7 separate regions of the Mus musculus genome follow, and all the other regions are linked to region 7. A link is a contact called in public ChIA-PET, Hi-C and HiChIP or PLAC-seq data. All regions are on one chromosome and are shown on one strand. Each heading gives the region's core, a stretch centred on a gene start, on an enhancer-like site or on the middle of the called end of the contact. The rest is flanking DNA. Distances are from core to core; before and after follow the strand shown.

Region 1 (2,882 bases), core at 59-2,558, 360 kb after region 7:
ACCAGTTGTTAAGTAGTTGTGAGATAGTAACTCACAACTGGATAACTTGTAGAGATTGAGAGATTTTGGAGCACTCAATACTAAGTGGGATGTCTTTATCAAAGCCCTCCCTTCATGGCTCAGAAACTTGAAGAGGAAAGTTTGTTAGAGTTACAGGGGATAGATGACTCTAAGAAAACATTGTCTTCCAGATACAACAGGGTGGATGTACATATGAACTCATAACTGTAGCAATATGTATACAAACAGAACAAGCCAAATGGAGGTCCCAACACCAAGTGAGGGGATTGGATACACAGTCTCACTGAGATAAGAAGCCAGGCAGTGGTGGCGCATGTCTTAAATCCCAGCACTTGGGAGGCAGAGGCAGACAAATTTCTGAGTTTGAGGCCAGCCTGGTCTACAGAGTGAGTTCCAGGATAGCCAGGGCTACGCAGAGAAACCCTGTCTTGAAAAAGAAAAAAAGAAAAGAACAAAAAGCTGTCTGAGATTGATATCTGTTGGCAAAAGGAAAGTCAGCTGTAGATAAAGGGAGTTTCACCTGTTAAACCAACTGCACTTATGCTCAGGAACAAACTGCGAGCACAAATAAAGTCAAGGGTATTTTGGACTTTTTGTTTCACTGTCTTTTATTTTTGCAATTTTTGTCATTGCTTTTTGCTTTTTAAAAATGTTTGTGGGTCCTTTGTGTTTCTTGTTTTCTTATCAGAGAGTGTGAGAGACAGAGACAGAGAGAGCGGGGGGGGGGAGAGAATATAAAGTTGGGTGGGTAGGGATATGGAAAGGAGATGGAAGGAGATGAGAGAAGAGAAATCATAATCAGAATATGGTTGTATGAATGTATTTTTTCAAAAATAAAGGAAAAAGAAGGCAGAGTTTCCTAATTTATTGTGATTGTTATTACTACCACTATAGCTATTATAGTAAGCAGACCCTGTACATTGTCAAAAGAAGTATCCAGGGAAGAAGTAAAAGGTTAGGGTGAGCATTCATGTGTTCTGCTGATACTGTCGACATCACATGGTGCCTAGTTTGTACTAAAAGATCAGAGTTTTTGGTCGTTGTCAGAAGTACTTAGGGTGTGACTAGTTCCTCATAAAATGAAGTGAACAAATTTCTTGAAGGTCTGTAAATAATTCCCCGTGGCAAAGATTTCAACTGAGAAATGACCTATGTGATTCCCATAATAGAGACTATCACCTGATTTGGGTTGGTAGCTCCTATCTGTCAGCTGAAAGCTAACACTTTGCATCCACTGTCTTGTGCATGCAATCCCACAACTGCTGCTGAGGAACCAAAAGCTCATGCAGCTGACAGGGCTTCACCAGCCAACTCGTCACATTGCTGTGGAAGGTCATCAGCGAAGCTCATGCTGTATGGAGAACTAATGAGACTGAAAATAGAATGTTCTAGGAACAGACAACAGATCAGGGGAATTCCCATGAATGTAATTTACATAAGCATAGTAAAAATAAGTGTTCTATATGAACCCAGAGACAGGACAGAAGGTCTTAAAGGTCTATTTTTCACCTATTTTCTGTGAGATGACATCATTCTATCTCCCAGTAGCAATCCTGTGGATCTGCTTGTTTTCTATTGTGCTTAAGAGTCACACCATAGGAGTCCTGAAGGGTTCCTTCATTTTACCCTCATGCTGAAGTTGTTTCTCTTCATTTGTTTTCTTCTCTGGTTGGGGACTGTTCCGAAGACTCCAGGAGGCACTTATTGCCTGTGCAGAGGGCATCTTGCTTTGGATGCCCTACATTTTGTTTTCATGGTTGACCTGGTGTTCTTTTGATCAGTAGGTTGTCCAGGAAGGATGGCTGGAGGGATATAGATGTATGAATGCTTATGCATGTGTGTATGTGTGTATGTATGTATGCATGTATGTGTGCATGTGTGTGTATGTATGTATGTATGTATGTATGTATGTATGTATGTGTATATGTGTGTATGTGTGCATGTGTGTATGTATGTATGTATGTATGTGTATATGTGTGTGTATGTGTGCATGTGTGTATGTATGTATGTATGTATGTATGTATGTATGTATGTATGTATTATGTATGTGTTGTGTGTATGGTCATTGCTTATTTTACCCAAGGACTTGGAGCTTTAGAATCCATTCTCCAATGGAAAAAAATGGGGACAGTGACATGAATGGCAGATGGTGCTCAGTTGCAGTTAAGCTTGTAGTTCCCTCTGGACCAAAGTTTATTTCCTTCCTCAGCTCATCATTACAGTCCTAACCCAAATATTGAACAACATGAGTGTATTTGAAGATAGGGCCACTAGAAGAGGCAAGTAAATTTATGTGTGGTTAATATGGTGTAGCCACATTTAGTCTCAAAATTACTTTCTTTATGAGAAATGGGGGCTTGAATATATAGAGAAATTAAGGGTGATTGTGCTCAGAGAAAGGAAGAAGCTAGCAATCTGAATATCAGCATGAGAAGCTTCAAGGAAAGCTAAAACTCCTAATACCTTAACTTGGATTCTAAATTCCAGAAATATGAGAAAATCTATTTCTTCTGTCCAAGTCACTCAGTCTGTGGTGTTTTGTATGACAGCCATGGCCACTTACTCTCCCCTTTATTCTCCTTCTCTTCCTTCAGGAGATGTTGGGTGGCTTCCCTGTCCTAGGCACCCATATCATGTTCTAGCTCTGCTCTAAGCTATGCTGCTTCATGTTGCACTGGGTACTATATACAAACTCATTCTACAAAACACTGTTGATGACTGCTGTAACTAATTCATGCAAATTCAAGGTTTTCTCTCTTCCTCTCAATTGGATTAACTGATGAATTCTATCATCTCTTCTCACCCACTCATTGAAAAAAATCAGATTTTACCCCAAGTTGATATAAAATACTTATAGTATT
Region 2 (2,700 bases), core at 105-2,604, 330 kb after region 7:
AAATAATCTAATTAAAAATGGAGTTCAGGTCTAAGCAGAAAAATGTCAGTAGAGAGAACTACAGTTGGGAATCACTTACAGAAAGAAATGTTCAACATCTTCAGCCACCAGAGAGATGCAAATCAAAACCACTTTGAGATTCCATCTCACACAAACCAAACCCAAACCAAATCAAACCAAACAATTCAAATTAATATTTCATTTCAAATCAATCTACAATGGGAGTACAAGAGATATTAATAACAAATCTACAAATATTTGCTTATTTGTGGATATAAATTCTTGTTCACACTTTATTTGTAATGTTTGTGTGATTACCGTTTGCATTTGTATAAACTAATTATCTTGGAGATTGTTTAGATGTTTTTAAAGTAATGGCTTTTAGACAGCAAACAAACAAAAAATCATGAAGTTGATACTTTTACATGATGTAGACAGCGAAGCTGAATACTAGACAATGTTTTAGTTGCATACATTCATCAAGTGCCATGTCACAGACTACGACTCAAATCTAGACAAGTTGACAATTCTGCAGTGTCACATGCCTCTTATGAGATGCAACTTCTACTTCAGCTGACCTTGTTGATCTTCTCCTCATCTATGGTCACATTATAGTCTTTGCTAACAATCATGGCCTCTTTGCTGTTTTAGTATTACAAAGAAATTAATATGTGAAAACTTCAACTTTGATATACAGATTCATTTGTCCTCATAATGTTCATACAGAGAGGTCAAGTGAGTATTTGTCTACACAGGTGCCCAAAAGAGACCTAGAAAGACTGTGCTTTCTTGAAGATAATATGAGTAAAAACCCATAAAGCTAAGTCTGATATAAGAAGAGGCTTTGTTGACTCCATTGTGTCTCTTCCCTCATTGTGGTGCTTTTAGCCAAAAGTTTCTCCAAAGAACCTGCTTTTCCTTCAGTCTGTCATGTACCTGTCTGCCTTCCCCCATGACACACTTAGCCAAATCACTTTAGCAAAGTCAGATACCATTCAACCTTCATAAAAAAAACATGACCAGACAGTGGTGGGAGCTCATTTTCTTTCACTTACTGTTTATTCTTGTAGTCTTGGCCACATTTTCTTCTTTTCATTTACTCTGATCTTAGTCTGGCCTTTCCATGTATTGTGAGAGATTGGCTTGATTATTTCTAATTAGTTCTATTTTTATTTGGAAAAGGTTCCAGATGAATAAATACCAAGAAGTAGAAGTCTATGATTGTAATATGGGCCAGACACATTGTTATTCAGTTTTATATTCCTAAAAATTTTTTTACACTTAATGGCTTTTGTCTTTGTCAGTTTATCCCAAACAAATAATAATCACTGTTTATGGCTAAACATACAATTTAGCATTTATTTCAGAATGAGATATAACTTTCAAAACATTATCAGATTTTAAAATGTGATTTAACTTCTAGAAGACGGCTGATTAGCAGTTGATATGTTCTTTTTCTGCTTTAGTGGAGTCCCTTGACTGCTTATGCTGACTGGATAATCTGATGTAAAGACAGGAAAGGGGTAGTAAAAAATAAGCTGTGAAAATGTACCAGAAGTAAAGAAGTCAAACAAGCAACAAGGAGAAAGTAGTCGTTAGTCAGTGTCTGCAAAAGAGTTCAAATGAGATGCTTTTTGACTCCAAAGACCCTCAGCATGCTATCTTGAGTACAGGAAGTACTCTGAGATTTGGTTGGCTTAATTTATGAGTCAGCTCTTCCTTTAATAGATTAATTCTATTTAGCATTGTTCTCCAAGGTTCTGGTCAGACTACATGCAATGAGTTTTCATAATTTATCAGAAGCTCAGAAGAAGCACAAAGCATACTCTAGCTCTGAGAAATAAAGAAAAAAACCCAATAATTTGTAATTTCTAGCATTCTCAGACCTATGAATTTATAACAGTGAAAATGGATCTGATGTTGTCCTGATGGAAACTCAGTTCTGCACATCGCTTCACAGGATCTGGCTTGATGATTAGAATTTTGTGAGAGATTACAATCCTTGCTTCCATGATACACTCTGCAACTGATGAAAAAATATCCTACCTTTTGTTCAGTATGAGATAATTAATGCAGAATGTGAAAGTGTACCTTCTGTTGTAGTGTGTGTGACCTCTGAATCGTGGAGAGGTCAGACAAAGACATCTTAGATGATACCAGCTGGATTCTAGCTGTAATAGATATTTATGTTTGTCTTCATATCTTTCACAGTAGAGTCAGTTATTATTTTCTGTTATATAATTATTTTCCATTGTGTGATGTGCTTTGTCCCTCTGATAGTTGTAAATCCAGTGTTTTGAATGAACTATTTGTATTCCTTGAAATTATTTTTTTATTTCCTTACAAAACTGCTCTATCTTTAGTTCTTACTCAAATTCTTTCTGTTTTCAATGCTGCCTTCATAGTTCCTTGTTTCTTTTCCAGGCCAATAAGCATGTAAGGAAAATGTAAAAAAAAAAAAAAAAAAAAAAAAAAAAAAATGCCCCAAGGTGTGGTTTTTTTTTTTTCCTTCAAGAGATTTGACTTTCTTGGGATTAGTTCCTCTCATACCTATAGCTTTTGTAAACTTGGCACAAACCTAAACACACCTGGGAAGAAAATATCTCAGTTGAGGAATTGCCTGCCTAAGATTGGCATTTGGACAGTTTGTTTTTTTCCTTTTTTAAATTCTGTAGTTCCATGTCTGATGTCAAAGGGCTT
Region 3 (2,888 bases), core at 95-2,594, 500 kb after region 7:
ACCCTGTGTCTCTTAAATAAAAGGAGATAGAACTAATCCTGACTTCAAACACTTGTTATGAGAACCAAGTGCAGAAAGCACGTGTAACAGTGTCTGGAAGATAGTAAATATTGTCTCCCTGTTGCTAGGAGACCCATGCCAGCTTGTGCTCAGGAAGCTGTTAACTGCTGTGCAAATGCAGAATTGTGGAGTTAGCAACATTGTAAAATATACTTCAGAAAGAACTGGTTAAATAGATCACTTTAGAATCAGAAGGGAATATTGAATTGCTGTTAAAGAATGTCAGGTGGGGCCTCCTAGAAAGAGCAGTGGGTAAAGGTGCTTGATCCACAAGCATGAACACCTGAGCCTGATCCCTAGAAACCTGGTGGAAGGAAAAGCAGAAACCAGTTTTTAGAAAGTTGTTCTCTGACCTCCATACATAGGCTTATGAATGAGTATGTGCGCACACTTATACACACAAATAATGATTTAATTATATGAGGTAGTTCTGCCAATACACTTTAGAGTATATGGTTAAGTAAACAATTGTAAGAAATGCAATGGTTTACGATGTAGCTCTGTTAGGTTTCTCTGGTTGCTCACTTAGCTTTCACAAAGCTCTGGGTTCCATTCCTAATAGTAGAAACTGGGTTTCATAGAACACATCTGAAATCTGAGTCATTTGTAAGGTGGAAACAGGAAAGTCAGAAATTTGAGTCCATGGTAGGCTATGTAGGAAAGTTTAAGGACTACCATAACTATGTGGCAACAAAATGTCAAAGAAAAATAAACCCAGAACCAGAAGGAAATATAATAAATAAAATAGGACAATACCAAATTATCAAAATTCTCATAGCCTTATATCTTTCATGTGAACACCCCCTGAGGCACTGCTGGGCAGATCTGCAGAATAGCTCCTCTCAGCAACTGGACTTGAGACCTGGGCAGGGGGGAGTAGGAGCTGTGTTATCTGTACTATTTCAGCCATTCACCCCTGTCGTCTTTGGGTTATTTTTCAACAAGTGAAAATGTTTTCTAAAGCATAAGAGTACACATTTAGTAAATACATAAGGTGAAAAGAAGACAGCAGCAGGTGGCGAGTCATGGAATCCGAGCATTTGGAAGGCTGAGGCAGGAGCATTGCCATGGTTTGAAGCCAGCTTGAGCTGTTTAGTGATCCTCAGGACTAATAAACAACAAACAGAAAACAACAACAATAGAAGCAATAAAGCAAAACCAGAAGAAGAATACAACATGGATTCTCTTTTGTTTCTTTCCTCAAGTAACAAACAGTGCTTGCAGCAGGTCAGTATAACGCTCCAGTGACTCTAAATTACCCGCAAGAATAAGGTTCCACTCTGCACACCAGGAAGTGTGTTCTGCAAGGTGGGGAGAAAATAGGCTCTCAACTGTTTATGTATTTAGTGTGTTTCTATAGATGACTTCTTCCCCACACCCAAAAATAATAACCCGACTCAGCCCTGTTGTATATATTTCTGTTGGGTGTTAGCATACCACTGGAACCTGCAATAGTAATCTATTAACAGGTCCATTTCTGCTGTGCCATCTTTCAAATTGGTGGAGTAGAGCCCACAAAGGAAGTGGAATCCTTCAGCTGTGAGATGTGTGTGAGTGGGAACGCAGTTTGCACTGGGGAATGAAACAGGTGCCACGTTGGCTGAGTGCTTGCAAGGACTTTGATATTGGAGCATGATTGACTACCAAAGCTTTAAAGACAAAGTAAACCATGCTTTTGTTTATAATTATTTGTGAACATTCCAGCCTCAGCTCTCTTCTCTGGTCCTGTTTCCTGCGTCAGTTTGGAACACAGCATGTGTTGGATTAGGGAAGTATGTCTGACCATGTAAACCAGGGGCTCATTTTCTAGAATCATCCCGTCCCCAAGTTTACCTTGTCTCCTAAATAATGATGATATAAGAAAGATAAGAGAAAACAAGGAAAAACAGAGGAAGGAAAGTAAACCCTATTCTTGCTCTTTTATTTTGATTTATCTAATCATTGTTTTTAGAGTTATTTAACAAGCACATATAGTGCTTACTCATCTTTGCATTTATTTGATAAAGAAAATACATGTATAAGTAATATAGACTGAGTGGGGTTTATTTATTTGTTTAGGAATATATACATACATATACATATGTGTGCGCATGCAAGTATAACTAGTAATGATAAATGACATCACAGATTTAATAGAGAACAAGGAGAAGTATATGGTATGTTTCAGAGGGAGGAAAGGGAAAGAGGGGATGATGTAATTATATTATAATCTCAAAACATAAAACCAATAACTTACAAAACATCTGAGGAGGGGGGATTTTACAAGGCACATGTTTAATTATATTGCGATACATTTTTAAAAATCGAATTTTAAAACAATGTCAGATCTTGGAGTCACAGACAGGTGTGGGCTGCCCCCTGGGTGCTGGGAATTGTACCTGGGTCCTCTGGAAGAGAATTCAGTGCTCTTAACCTCTGAGCATTCTGTCTAGCCCATGACCCATTCTTCAACAAAGCCAGTTAACCCACTGACTGAAAATGGAGTCACAATGTTAGTGCAAAGGAATTGGATAACAGTTTAAGATATTTACAATCTCTCACACATTGCTTCTCAGTCAATAACCTTGATAACCCCTTTCTTGCTCAGCAAATACAGGCAGGCCTTCCTGGAAGTTCTTTCCTTCTTTACTGTGATATACTCCTGCTACTGGTTTCAGAAAAATGAACTGCTCTGTGATTTTTATAGGAATTCATGAAGCTAAGGAATATCATCAAACATGAGATGTGTGAGAGAGAAATGCATATGGTCTGATTTTTTTCCAGTGTAAATTGTTATGGTATGCCATATTCATCTGAGGCTGAACTGTTTTCCGTGTCTGTACTTATGT
Region 4 (2,700 bases), core at 149-2,648, 390 kb after region 7:
CTCTTTAATGTCTTCTACCTGTTTAGCAGTGTTCTCCTGTATTTCTTTAAGTGAATTATTAAAGTTCTTCTGGATATCTTCTATCATCATCCTGAGATATGCTTTTAAATCTGGGTCTAGCTTTTCGGGTGTGTTGGGGTGCCCTGGACTGGGCGAAGTGGGAGTGCTGGATTCCGATGATGGTGAGTGGTCTTGGTTTCTGTTAGTAAGATTCTTATGTTTACCTTTCGTCATCTGGTAATCTCTGGAGTTAGTTGTTATAGTTGTCTCTGTTTAGAGATTGTTCCTCTGGTGATTCTGTTACCCTCTATCAGCAGACCTGGGAGACTAGGTCTCTCCTCTGAGTTTCAGTAGTCAGAGCACTCTCTGCAGGCAAGCTCTCCTTTTACAGGGAAGGTGCACAGATATCTGCCATTTGGACCTCCCTTCTGGCGGAAGATGAAGGCCCAAAACAGGACCTTTCCCAGAAGCTGTGTTGCTTTGGCCTGTCACAGAAGCTGTTCGCTTCTGTGTGCACACTCTCACCTGTGCAGACTACTTTTCGGGCGGAGTCTCAGAACAAGATGGCTCCCTCCGCTCCTGAGGCCGTGAAAGATATTTATGACAAGAACTTCAAGTGTCTGAAGAAGGAAACAGAAGAAGATCCCAAAAGATGGAAAGTTCATCCATGCTCGTGGATTGGCAGGATCAATATAGTAAAAATGGCCATCTTACATCTACAGTTTCAATGCTATCCTCATCAAAGTTCAGACTCAATTCTTCATAGAGTTAAAAAAAAAAAGCAAATTGCAATTTCATTTGGAATAACAAAATACTCAGGATAGCAAAAACTATTCTCAACAATAAAAGAACTTCTGGTGGAATCACCATGCCTGACCTCAAGGTGTACTACAGAGCAATTGTGATAAAAACTGCTTGGTACTGGTACAGCGACAGACAGGTAGATCAATGGAATAGAATTGAAGACCCAGAAATGAACCCACATATATATGGTCACTTGATCTTTGACAAAGGATCTAAAACCATCTAGTGGAAAGAAGACAAGGGATAACATTTGAAATGTAAATAAAGAAAATATCTAAAAAAAATAAATGTAAAAAAAGTGTTAGTGATGTGAATGACAGCTTTTGGCAAAAGCAGTATATTCATATTCTAAGGTGGGAAGACACATAATCGATTTTAGAATTGGATGGATCAGTAGTTTTGCTTAACAAAGGATGTTTATTATCCGTACTCATCACAACTTCACAACTGTTTTCAATCCATTTCTCATGGGCCTTCACTGGCCATGCTCCATCTTCTGGATAAAATTCAGTCTTACTCCTTATCATATCTGCAGCATGAATCAGGGACATGTTCCTCCCTTTCCTTTCATTTCTGTGGAATCCACTACATTTGTCATGTTCATTACCAGGAACCTCTGGTTCCTCTTTCCTTTCATGACAGAGTTACTGGCTCTTCTCTTTGCATAGCAGAATTCCCAAATTAAATTTGTAGTTTAGCTACCCCTCTCTTACTCCCTCTACATCACATGATCAAAGCAATCAAATCATGAGTTAAAGACAAACAAAACAAGCTGAACCATTATAAAGAGAAAGACTCTATGGTAATTGACAGGCAAAGAAGAAACTTAGTTGGATGAGATCGTGAAAATGCTCACATAAAAAAAGCAGAAATAAAATGCCTATAGTTAACAGAACCATTGCTAGCCAGCTTCTATTTAGAACACCACAGAGGGTACAAAAGAAAAAAAATATCAAAACTATGAACAAATATCTGCTATAAGACAAAGCTCATTCCTTGTTTGTTCAATTCACCAGAAAAAACACAACAAAGAAATATTTTAAAGAAACAGAATTGAAGCTCTTCATCTGTTCTAAATTCTACACTTTGGAATGTGGTGATATAAATTTCAGTATTCTGGTACAAGTATTCTCAGTCCTTTGCCCCTTTTAATAATTTATAATTAGGGAGATTTGTTTGTTTAGTACAGTCAGTCCATCCTGTGATTTAGATGTGCTGGAAGCAATATGGCTGCTTCCAGCCTTGCAATAGCGAGTTAACAGAATAGGACAGTTAACAGTGAGCCCAGCCTAACACAGTGGTCTGAGATCAAACCCACATCTCTGGTCTTGAAGTTCAGAGAAAAGTAAATTTGGTACCAAGATAAATTGTGCTGAGACATTTCCTAATTGGACTTGATATTTGGACATTTTGATTCTTTTGATGTTTAGCATCCAATCTAAGGACAACATAGCAATTATAAACAAAATGTTTTATAAAGTACGTGTTGCCAAATGACCAGGAGTCTACTACTGAAGTTATAGGAAGGCTCTCTTCATGATTTGGGGATGCAAATTCTACATCCATTGCTCTGATCTGTTATGCAGGGTCTGAATTAGTAAAGGCATATTCTATCAGATGTGAAGTACTCAGATAACTTACCAGTCAAAAGCTTTTAAGTTTATATGCATGTGTCTCTTTTTGAGTATGAAATTCCAAATGCAAATATAATGTGATTGGGAGTGTTAGAAAAATACCAATAAAAGAGAGAGAGAGAGAGAGAGAGAGAGAGAGAGAGAGAGAGAGAGAGAGAGAGAGAAAGGAAGAAGAAGAAGAAGAAGGAGGAGGAGGAGGAGGAGGAGGAGGAGGAGGAGGAGGGAGGGAGGGAGGGAAAAAGAGGGGGTGTGGGAGACAGGC
Region 5 (2,700 bases), core at 33-2,532, 410 kb after region 7:
AAATCATGTCTAGCACTGAAGCCAACTGCCCTGAGCTAATGAACTCATGTATCTTGGAGAAGCTACAGCCTCTACTTTACTAAGACACCATAATCTTTAAATGCATTCTAAATATTTGTCTTTATACACAAATAAGTGTAGTTCTTGCCCTGTACCAAGGAATCTTTGCAATAGACAGAGACCCTATACAAAAACAAAGCAAAACAAAACAAACAAACAAAAAACTAGAACCAACTAGGAAAAGCTGATAGTAGAAGAAAGTCCTCCCTGGAGAAGAGCATACCAATTGGTGATCTAAGAGCAAATTCTCAGCCCTGAGAATGTATTCCTACAAGTGATGTTACACAGACTAGACAGATTGCACATATGTAACAGGTTAATATGTAATATGTAATAAGCGTCCACTAATTTGACAGTGAGTGGAGGAGGTGCACAGAAGGATTTGGAGGGAAGAGAGGGAAGAGGTAATTATGTAATTATATTATAATCTCAAAAATAAAAAAAATACAACTGAAAAGGTCACCCTTTCCCAGAGATTCATGTTCTCTTCTCCATCACCACTATTTCTCCACATCAAGCCTTTGTTAAAATTTCTAATTAATCCAAATTTCCTCAGAATGTTCCCAAAAGTTTCAATCCCCCAGAAATCAATTCCAGTTTAGGAGAAAGGTTTGGGTGTGGTTGGGTGTGGAAGGTTCAGTTCCCAGAATAGGAGTTTTCCTGTGTAGATGAATGAACTTTGGTTAGTAAAATGGACTACTGTATTTCCAAATGGGAATACAGACAATTCAAGGAAACTTTCTTCTCACCACAGCCATATACTGATGAAAGTTGCTGAGACATTCCAGAAAAGTAAGTACTGAAAAATATTAGAACAAGAAGCAGTAAACAGAGAAACAGGGCCTAACTCTAACCCCAAGCCCATGGTTTATCATTTTCTAAAGTCTTTTATTACGGAATTTTACTTTTTTGTTCTAGGAAAACCATAAGAGTAATAATTTCAAGGAATCAACGGGTCTTGGACCTCAGAACTGAATGACAAATAAATTCCAATATAGGTGTTTTTATCTTACGGCGGGGAGTTAGGGAAATTCACTAGGATCAGATCTTGGAATGCCCTCTTACTTACTTCCCAGTGTTTTCAGAGCTGCTTCTTGTTTGCTTCTGCTTGAGGAGGCTCTCACACTCAGCAGATTGGATTATCCACAGTGCTGTGGCAAAGGTTAGCTCCTTGAGAGCAACCATACTTCAAGATGCACTGAGACGTCCAGATAAGCAAACCCTGTACGGTACAGATAAAAATGGGACAGGCTCCTGCTCCCTGCTGCAGAGGTAATAGAAAGTCAGTCTGTACTTTATGTTCAAAGGCAAGACTGACTTTTCTGTGGCTTCTTAAGGTCATGGATCATGTAATCTCTGATTCCATCTGCCACCAACGCGCTCTGAGAGACAAAACTCTCACTTGCTTTCCCTTCCAGCCATTGAAATGAAGACTTATAATCCTTTCCTATGCCCTTTAAGCCATTCTCTAAACAAGGAAACAGGATAATTTCTGCAAGGTCTTATCTTGACTTTAATAGTATGTTAACAGAAATACTTATATTCACGCATTTTAAAATGATATTAAAGTATGTTTTGGTGATTCTACTGTAATTGTTATATATGCCAAATGCCAAACATGTTTTTTGTTTTGCTTTTGTTTTTTTTTTTTTTTTTACTTTTTCTTACTTGCAGGCTTTTAATGCATTTTCCACGTATTGCCAATGTATTGGAACTATGAAAAAAATTATTTTGTGTTTGATACACAGAAGCTAGATTTATTTCCTATATCTTTTAGATTTCTAAGTAGCTTTATATGCGTGAAATATTTTACCTCATGAAGTCATTCTAAAAGTTTATTTAACTTAGGATAAGGACATTTAATGTTAATAAACTCATAAAAACTAACATATTACTATCCACTAGCTAGGGAACTCTACATTAACTATATTAAAGCTATAAGATTACTTATATTAGTAAAGAAAGATGTTATAGATGTTGAAGATAGTTTTTCCTTAAGCGACAAATACCTCCAGTGCTTAGAGTTCATTTGTTTATGTGTTGATATCTTTCACAAAATCTCAAAATTAAAGAATGGAGATGACTTTAAATATTGATTCATTATAGGATAATATCTATGGCGAGAAATCAGAGCACATGAAGAAAAGGTGTAGTAAGGAAGCAGCTACAACTTAATAAAGTTTACAAACGTTCTCTGCAAGCTGATGTCTGTGTCACAGACATGCTCTGTAAGTATGTGCTTAAAAGTTTCAGTTGTAGTATTGACAATACTGTCAATAAAATACATGAGTGGCTGGTAAGTGTGGTCAAAGATTGAAATAAAATGTCCCCTTGTGTGTTTTCATGAACAAAACTTACTATTTGTAAGAAAACGATTAAATACCTGTAATCAGAAAGAGATATGTGTCAAAGCATGAAACAGACCCTGTTTTGGCTATTTTAGAAGAATCAACTTGATACAAGCTAGAGTCATCTATAGGCAAGGTTATGGGGCATTTTCTTGATTGGTGATTATGAGGGGGAGCCCAGCCCACTGTAGGCAGAGTCAACCCTGGACCAGTGGTCCTGGGAGGTGTAAGAAAGGCAGCTGAATATGACCTGGGGAGCAATCCAGTAGTAGTGTTAGAATTTTATAAAGAA
Region 6 (2,849 bases), core at 156-2,655, 450 kb after region 7:
GAGAATGTAGAGGAATTGACAGATCTTGTATGTAGATATTTGATCCCTTTTTATTTGTTTCCATGAAATCAATAATGTCTCTTTTGTATAATTTCTTAGCCCTGAAGGTCTCTTATGATGATTTTCTTAGAGCTTTATTCTCATCATTCTCATCATGAAGATCTTTGTGGTTTATATCTACAGCCTGTTTCTATTTCCTCTTATTATGCAGACCAAGTAACTCAGTTGTAGGTATATGTGGTTTCCACAGCCAAGGCTAGATAGATTCACAGCCTAAAACTCAGATCTACCAATTTAAATATCGGCTTTTGGCTTCTTTTTATAATACTGAGAGAGAAAACTCTCTGTCTCTCTGTCTCTGTCTCTCTGTCTCTGTCTCTCTGTCTCTATCTCTCTGTGTCTCTCTGTCTCTGTCTCTCTGTCTCTCTGTCTCTCTCTCTCTTTCGCTCTCTCTCTCTCTCTCTGTGATTGAACTTTTCTTCCACAACTTAGATTGTATGTATGAATGTTGGTTCTTCAATCTAAATATTATCTTAAATGTTCTTAGAAACAGGTAACATTAATACTACATACTTGGAAATGCATTCTGCTCCTTTTTGAGAAAAAAATATGACAGAAAAAAGCTTCTTGGGCTAAAAGACATTTTTTGTTGCTTAGAAATATGACAAAGGAGTAGCCCTAAGCTTTTGGAAGTGCACCCATGGCTTAAATGGTAGTATGGCACACCATCACAGAGGCAAGAAAAAGAAGAAGAAAATTTTGTCTCTTATGGAATACGTAATAAAGTGTAATTTTTCAAATGGAAGATAGTGTACCCAGAGTTTCAAATTATAGAAAAGAGAAGACACAATTACCTATGTTAGAAAAGTAGAAGCATAGTTGTTTATGGAAATGGCAGTGACTGACAGGAGGCTGGGCAGGGAGAGAGGAGGATGAGGGAAACAGGTTCGCTGAATATTATATGTTTTTAAAAAGGGTCCTTAGGAAATTCATTGGGTAAGTAAACAGAATTACCCATATTATAATTTTCATGAATGTAAACAAAATGTAAAATCAATAGTCTCATCACTTAATAGCTAGCAAAGTGTTAAAAGAATAATGCTTGTATCTGTTTTAACAGCATGTCTTCCTTCATATTTCAGACTAATATTCATTTGGCATGTCCCAGCACTCTATTTCAGCTACATGTAGTTAGCAAGAGGAGAGTCTTCATGGTATGCAGTTTACATTGGAAGAACTTATGCACCAGAAATGTTAACAAATTTTAGTGTGTTAAGTGAACATGTGGCTAATGAAGAGCCTAGGATGCCCAAAATACAGTAAACATCTCCATTGGTGAGAACATCAACCAGCGAAGAAGGTAGCTAGGAAGTGAGGGAGCTCATTAGTCAGCTGTGGTCAGCTGCGGCTAATGTGGAAAACCCCTTTCTGACTTGAAACTGTTATTCAGAGGCCTGAGAGACAGTACATCACCCCCAACACCTTTGACACTTTGGGGTTTAAAACGTTGAGGTGTCAGTGCATAGGCCTGGGTGCTGTGGGAATCTTCTCTCCTAGCCCTGTTCAGAGACTGGCTTCACTAATGTGATGGCTCTTCCAATATTTTCCCATTTTTCTTGTTTTAGCACGCTCTCTTCCTAGAAAGTAGAATATGAAGTATTATTACTGCTTGTCATAGCATTACAGTATGTTTTGTTTTGAAATTTCTCTCTCCTGTGCTTATGTGACCAATATTAAATTGTTGAATTACTTTAGATATTTGTGAAAATTAGAAGCTTATATAGTTGCTTCTTTTTTTGTTATTTTATTTTATTTTTTAATTAGGTACTTATTTCATTTACATTTCCAATGCTATCCCAAAAGTCCCCCACACATTCCCTCACCTACTCCCCCACCCACCCACTCCCACTTCTTGGCCCTGGCATTTCCCTGTACTGAGGCAGATAAAGTTTGCACGACCAATGGGTCTCTTTCCACTGATGGCCGACTAGGCCGTCTTTTGATACATATGCAGCTAGAGACACGAGCTCTGGGGGGTACTGGTTAGTTTATATTGTTGTTCCACCTATAGGGTTGCAGATCCCTTTAGCTCCTTGGTTACTTTTTCTAGCTCCTCCATTGGGGGCCCTGTGATCCATCCAGTAGCTGACTGTGAGCATCCACTTCTGTGTTTGCTAGGCCCCGGCATAGTCTCACAAGAGACAGCTATAGCAGGGTCCTTTCAGCAAAATCTTGCTAGTGTATGCAATGGTGTCAGCGTTTGGAAGCTGATTATGGGATGGATCCCAAATATGGCAGTTTCTAGATGGTCCATCCTTTCATCTCAGCTCTAAACTTTGTCTCTGTAACTCCTTCCATGGGTGTTTTGTTCCCAATTCTAAGAAGGGGCAAAGTGTCCACACTTTGGTCTTCCTTCTTCTTGAGTTTCCTGTGTTTTGCAAAGTGTATCTTATATCTTGGGTATTCTAAGTTTCTGGGCTAATATCCACTTATCAGTGAGTACATATTGTGTGAGTTCCTTTGTGATTGGGTTACCTCACTCAGGATGATGCCCTCCAGGTCCATCCATTTGCCTAGGAATTTCATAAATTCATTGTTTTTAATAGCTGAATAGTACTCCATTGTGTAAATGTACCACATTTTCTGTATCCATTCCTCTGTTGAGGGGCATCTGGGTTCTTTCCAGCTTCTGGCTATTATAAATAAGGCTGCTATGAACATAGTGGAGCATGTGTCCTTCTTACCAGTTGGAAAATCTTCTGGATATATTCCCAGGAGAGATATTGGGGATCCTCCGGTAGTACTATGTCCAATTTTCTGAGGAACTGCCAGACTGATTTCCAGAGTGG
Region 7 (2,700 bases), core at 147-2,646:
CGATGCTCATGGCACAGATGATGCTGAGACCCGACAGACCGAAGAAAAGTAGGATGAAGGTGCTATAGTCACACAGTGCCTGGTCTCCGGGCCACTGGCCCTTCATGTATGTGGCGATGGTCACCGGGCTTACCAACAAGGTGCCCAGAAGGTCAGTGACAGCCAGCCCACATACTAGAGTGTAAAAGGTCGTCTCTTTCTGCTCCTTGCGCGACTTGCACAATACTACGATGGCCACCAGGTTGCCCACCACCCCGAAGATGAACATCACTGCGGGAATGGTCACCGGGCTGTTCAGCCTCTCCGGAGTGGAGGAGAAGGACGCGTTGACTCCGGGGATGGACATGATGGTGGTGGTTAGTAACACACAGCGTTGGAGCTCACGGTTCGATCTAGGAATGGTACCTAGAGAGAAAGAGAAACGAGCCATTTACCACTTGCAAGGTGTTCGACCCATGGCCAAAATGCTGTGTCGCAGAGATAAGGAGAGCACCCAGATCCAACTTCCTCATCGGTAGCTACTCATTAACTGTGACTACTTAAATTCCCAAGGTCTGGATCCGTTCTGTCAAGAGCACCGCTCTGCTGACATTAATATATTTATTTCCCGCCTATCCCCACCCCCACCGCTCCATAATCAGCTCATTCCCTCGCCGAGATGAGCAAGACCCTTCTCAAGGGAAAAGTGACTCCCTAGTGATATTCCCCACAGAATGGATAAAATGCTCATCGAAAGAAGTTATGGACATTTTGGGACACTATGGGACATTCTGTTCTTTGGTTTCCCGGAAGAGCGCCTGAACACGCAAAGACCTCCATCCCGACTTACCTGTAGGGTGGGGTTAGGAGCCCGGTGTGCCCAAGGCTCAGGCCTCAGATGTTCAGGACCTACCTCCAACCTCAGCCATCAGTCTCTTCCCACGCAGTGCGGAACTTGTCAAGCTTTTGCTGTCTCGGAACCGGGGCTCGGTGGCTGCCAACTTTCCGGAACTGAGGTCAGAGTATCTTGCTTTCAAAAAAGCTTGGAAAGCCAGAGAGGCTAGCGGGATGGGTCGGTGAAGACCAGTCTGGGGTTTCTTGTTTGATTTACTAACGCCTCCTCCTTTCAAAGGCGAGTCTCAGCTTTGCAGGGCCCGCGCAGGTCTAGTGCGGGAGGTCAGCGTCCAGGTGTGTCGCCGCCACGCGTGCAGGTGGAACAGAGCGTAGGTCCGGGCTCCCTCCTCCCCAGCAGCGGGCTGAACGGACAGCTACCGGAGAAGGCGGCTGCCGCTGAGGCCGCTCCTTGGGCTCTGGGGGCGGCACGGGGTCCACTGGGCCTGGGGCTCTGACCTGAGGCCGTTCATCTTCCTCTCCCGCTGCCGGGTTTCGAGCTTCGCTCTCGGCGTCTCCAGCCTCTGAACAAACTTTTCTCCTCCCGCAAGTTTCCCCGGAGGGGGCGGAGACAGTCATAGCGCGGCCCGGGCTTCCATTGGCTGATCTGGAAAGGGGGCGGGGCGAGACCTCCTCTAGCACCGCCTAGGAGCCCGGTGATGGAGGGCGGGGCGGAGAGCTGCGGAGGTCTGGAGGGACCTGCGGGGGTGCCACCCGGCTGCGGGTGCAGCTTCAGTGCCTTCCCTCCCTCGAAGGTACCGAAACCCCCCAGATCGAGTCCCCAGGAAACGCCAGCTCGAGCTTCGCCACTCCCAAGCTGGGCATTTAGCGGGAATGATGCTGGGACCTGTGTCTGGTCTACATTGCTCTGCGGGTTAGAGTGGTTAAATTCTCGCATCTTCCACCCACAGATCAAACATGTGGGTCTTGAGATGTCGGGACAATTGCTTTAGGGCTCTACCCGGGAGCCACAGAGCGGAGAGGAAAAGTGGGTGTGTGGTTGTCCGTGGGTGTGTACGCCCGAGAGCTCCGGGTGGGACTTGGCAGAGGCACGGTGAGTAGGTACCAGGCTTGGGCGGGGAGGCGACTAAGAATCCATCCTCTCACCATAAAAGGAGTTACTTGGCAGTGCCCTAGCTGCGCTCAATAGGGCACCAAAGCGGAGGCGGGGAGGAAGGCGAGCAACACGGAACTGCAACTTCTCACTTAGATGGCAGAGTTTAGGGCTTTCTTTGGAGACCTGTGGCCCACAGGCACACCTGAGATTTAGTTGAGGGGGACTGTTTAACTGTAGAGAGAGAGCATTCTTCCTCAGGAAGGCTGAAACAAGTGCTTTCCTGTTCAGTTTCTGCTAGCCATCTTCACCTGCGGGATGAGAGGGGTTTGAAATTCAAGCAAATTAACGAATTTCCAGGCGTTGCCTCTTTGTTAACTCGGAAAAGGTCTATTTGCCTTTCCCTATTCTTTGGTTTATAGTTTGTTCGGCTTCTTCTTTGATGAGGAACAATCATTTCTTAATTATCAACTATTCTCCTAAAAAACAGAATTTAAGATCGGAAAACACCAGGGGGCAATTAAAACCCTGTCACCAGATCCTTTAAAAACTACACAATGAGACTGTAGTATGGTTTTCTGAACAATTCAACTTCTTACAAAAACCTCACTCCATGCTTAGCATCTAACCGGGTAACTAGGTGGCTTGAATCTTGTGTGAAACAAGTAGGTATGCCTCTACTGTTATTTATGGGGGCTGGAGAGATGGCTCGGCAGTTAAGAGCACTGACTGCTCTTCCAGAGGTCCTGAGTTCAATTCTCAGCAACCACATGGTG

What was found. A called contact is a pair of places that touch in the nucleus more often than the background predicts. ChIA-PET counts read pairs in DNA pulled down with a chosen protein or histone mark. HiChIP or PLAC-seq counts read pairs in DNA pulled down with a chosen protein or histone mark.
Region 1: an H3K27ac HiChIP or PLAC-seq map of thymic regulatory T cells shows a contact between it and region 7, with 8 times the contacts expected there. The contact joins the enhancer-like site here to the promoter of Ptger4 in region 7. A contact is called at or near these places in 19 of 39 promoter capture datasets (the 3T3-L1 cell line, 3T3-L1-derived adipocytes, the C10 cell line and 12 more), 3 of 15 datasets of contacts at CTCF or cohesin (the NIH/3T3 cell line, large pre-B cells and pro-B cells), 9 of 484 Hi-C or Micro-C datasets (the G1E-ER4 cell line, the HPC-7 cell line, bone marrow-derived macrophages and 3 more), 17 of 115 datasets of contacts at active chromatin or transcription factors (the 230-238 cell line, the NIH/3T3 cell line, the SCID.adh cell line and 11 more) and 3 of 9 other capture datasets (adipose tissue, liver and macrophages).
Region 2: a contact with region 7 is called in a Hi-C map of the N1E-115 cell line, with 5 times the contacts expected there. The contact joins the enhancer-like site here to the promoter of Ptger4 in region 7. A contact is called at or near these places in 11 of 39 promoter capture datasets (the 3T3-L1 cell line, 3T3-L1-derived adipocytes, the C10 cell line and 7 more), 2 of 15 datasets of contacts at CTCF or cohesin (the NIH/3T3 cell line and large pre-B cells), 3 of 484 Hi-C or Micro-C datasets (the MNK3 cell line, the N1E-115 cell line and bone marrow-derived macrophages), 17 of 115 datasets of contacts at active chromatin or transcription factors (the 230-238 cell line, CD8 T cells, the NIH/3T3 cell line and 10 more) and 4 of 9 other capture datasets (adipose tissue, embryonic stem cells, macrophages and 1 more).
Region 3: a contact with region 7 is called in a Hi-C map of uterus, with 4 times the contacts expected there. The contact joins the enhancer-like site here to the promoter of Ptger4 in region 7. A contact is called at or near these places in 10 of 39 promoter capture datasets (the 3T3-L1 cell line, HPC-7-derived erythroid cells, embryonic stem cells and 4 more), 3 of 15 datasets of contacts at CTCF or cohesin (the NIH/3T3 cell line, large pre-B cells and pro-B cells), 5 of 484 Hi-C or Micro-C datasets (CD4 T cells, bone marrow-derived macrophages, large pre-B cells and 1 more), 17 of 115 datasets of contacts at active chromatin or transcription factors (the 230-238 cell line, DN3 thymocytes, the NIH/3T3 cell line and 12 more) and 5 of 9 other capture datasets (adipose tissue, embryonic stem cells, liver and 2 more).
Region 4: a contact with region 7 is called in an H3K4me3 HiChIP or PLAC-seq map of bone marrow-derived macrophages, with 11 times the contacts expected there. The contact joins the enhancer-like site here to the promoter of Ptger4 in region 7. A contact is called at or near these places in 9 of 39 promoter capture datasets (3T3-L1-derived adipocytes, hematopoietic stem and progenitor cells, hippocampal neurons and 5 more), 2 of 15 datasets of contacts at CTCF or cohesin (the NIH/3T3 cell line and large pre-B cells), 5 of 484 Hi-C or Micro-C datasets (bone marrow-derived macrophages, embryonic stem cells and uterus), 13 of 115 datasets of contacts at active chromatin or transcription factors (the 230-238 cell line, CD8 T cells, the SCID.adh cell line and 9 more) and 3 of 9 other capture datasets (embryonic stem cells, liver and macrophages).
Region 5: a contact with region 7 is called in an H3K4me3 HiChIP or PLAC-seq map of the SCID.adh cell line, with 32 read pairs. The contact joins the enhancer-like site here to the promoter of Ptger4 in region 7. A contact is called at or near these places in 14 of 39 promoter capture datasets (the 3T3-L1 cell line, 3T3-L1-derived adipocytes, the SN4741 cell line and 8 more), 4 of 15 datasets of contacts at CTCF or cohesin (CD8 T cells, the NIH/3T3 cell line, large pre-B cells and 1 more), 31 of 484 Hi-C or Micro-C datasets (the AML12 cell line, B cells, the C2C12 cell line and 20 more), 27 of 115 datasets of contacts at active chromatin or transcription factors (the 230-238 cell line, CD8 T cells, DN3 thymocytes and 20 more) and 5 of 9 other capture datasets (adipose tissue, embryonic stem cells, liver and 2 more).
Region 6: a contact with region 7 is called in an RNA polymerase II ChIA-PET map of effector CD8 T cells, with 45 read pairs. The contact joins the enhancer-like site here to the promoter of Ptger4 in region 7. A contact is called at or near these places in 15 of 39 promoter capture datasets (the 3T3-L1 cell line, 3T3-L1-derived adipocytes, the C10 cell line and 9 more), 1 of 15 datasets of contacts at CTCF or cohesin (the NIH/3T3 cell line), 4 of 484 Hi-C or Micro-C datasets (bone marrow-derived macrophages, hematopoietic stem and progenitor cells, myeloid progenitors and 1 more), 13 of 115 datasets of contacts at active chromatin or transcription factors (the 230-238 cell line, CD8 T cells, the SCID.adh cell line and 7 more) and 4 of 9 other capture datasets (adipose tissue, embryonic stem cells, liver and 1 more).

What each region holds. Positions count from the first base shown.
Region 1 is chr15:5,606,378-5,609,259 of GRCm38.p6, forward strand. No RefSeq gene overlaps it. Among named protein-coding and RNA genes, the nearest start is that of Gm41258, 66 kb to the right of the region's middle. Within about 2 kb of position 1,309, at least 15 of the 459 cell types and tissues checked have an H3K27ac peak or open chromatin away from gene starts, as enhancers often do. A contact at or near this core is called in the SCID.adh cell line, bone marrow-derived dendritic cells, bone marrow-derived macrophages and 2 more, where this site is marked.
Region 2 is chr15:5,571,852-5,574,551 of GRCm38.p6, forward strand. All of the region lies in intron 2 of 5430437J10Rik (RIKEN cDNA 5430437J10 gene), which reads left to right. Among named protein-coding and RNA genes, the nearest start is that of 5430437J10Rik, 77 kb to the left of the region's middle. Within about 2 kb of position 1,355, at least 1 of the 459 cell types and tissues checked has an H3K27ac peak or open chromatin away from gene starts, as enhancers often do. A contact at or near this core is called in the N1E-115 cell line, where this site is marked.
Region 3 is chr15:5,740,742-5,743,629 of GRCm38.p6, forward strand. No RefSeq gene overlaps it. Among named protein-coding and RNA genes, the nearest start is that of Gm41258, 68 kb to the left of the region's middle. Within about 2 kb of position 1,345, at least 2 of the 459 cell types and tissues checked have an H3K27ac peak or open chromatin away from gene starts, as enhancers often do. A contact at or near this core is called in pro-B cells and uterus, where this site is marked.
Region 4 is chr15:5,632,528-5,635,227 of GRCm38.p6, forward strand. No RefSeq gene overlaps it. Among named protein-coding and RNA genes, the nearest start is that of Gm41258, 40 kb to the right of the region's middle. Within about 2 kb of position 1,399, at least 1 of the 459 cell types and tissues checked has an H3K27ac peak or open chromatin away from gene starts, as enhancers often do. A contact at or near this core is called in bone marrow-derived macrophages, where this site is marked.
Region 5 is chr15:5,657,724-5,660,423 of GRCm38.p6, forward strand. No RefSeq gene overlaps it. Among named protein-coding and RNA genes, the nearest start is that of Gm41258, 15 kb to the right of the region's middle. Within about 2 kb of position 1,283, at least 13 of the 459 cell types and tissues checked have an H3K27ac peak or open chromatin away from gene starts, as enhancers often do. A contact at or near this core is called in the G1E-ER4 cell line, the N1E-115 cell line, the SCID.adh cell line and 2 more, where this site is marked.
Region 6 is chr15:5,693,801-5,696,649 of GRCm38.p6, forward strand. All of the region lies in intron 2 of Gm41258 (a long non-coding RNA gene), which reads left to right. Among named protein-coding and RNA genes, the nearest start is that of Gm41258, 21 kb to the left of the region's middle. Within about 2 kb of position 1,406, at least 13 of the 459 cell types and tissues checked have an H3K27ac peak or open chromatin away from gene starts, as enhancers often do. A contact at or near this core is called in CD8 T cells, the SCID.adh cell line, effector CD8 T cells and 1 more, where this site is marked.
Region 7 is chr15:5,242,791-5,245,490 of GRCm38.p6, forward strand. It overlaps Ptger4 (prostaglandin E receptor 4 (subtype EP4)), which reads right to left and starts at 1,397. Exons shown (of 3, transcript NM_008965.2): 1 at 893-1,397; 2 at 1-405. The coding sequence starts at 908.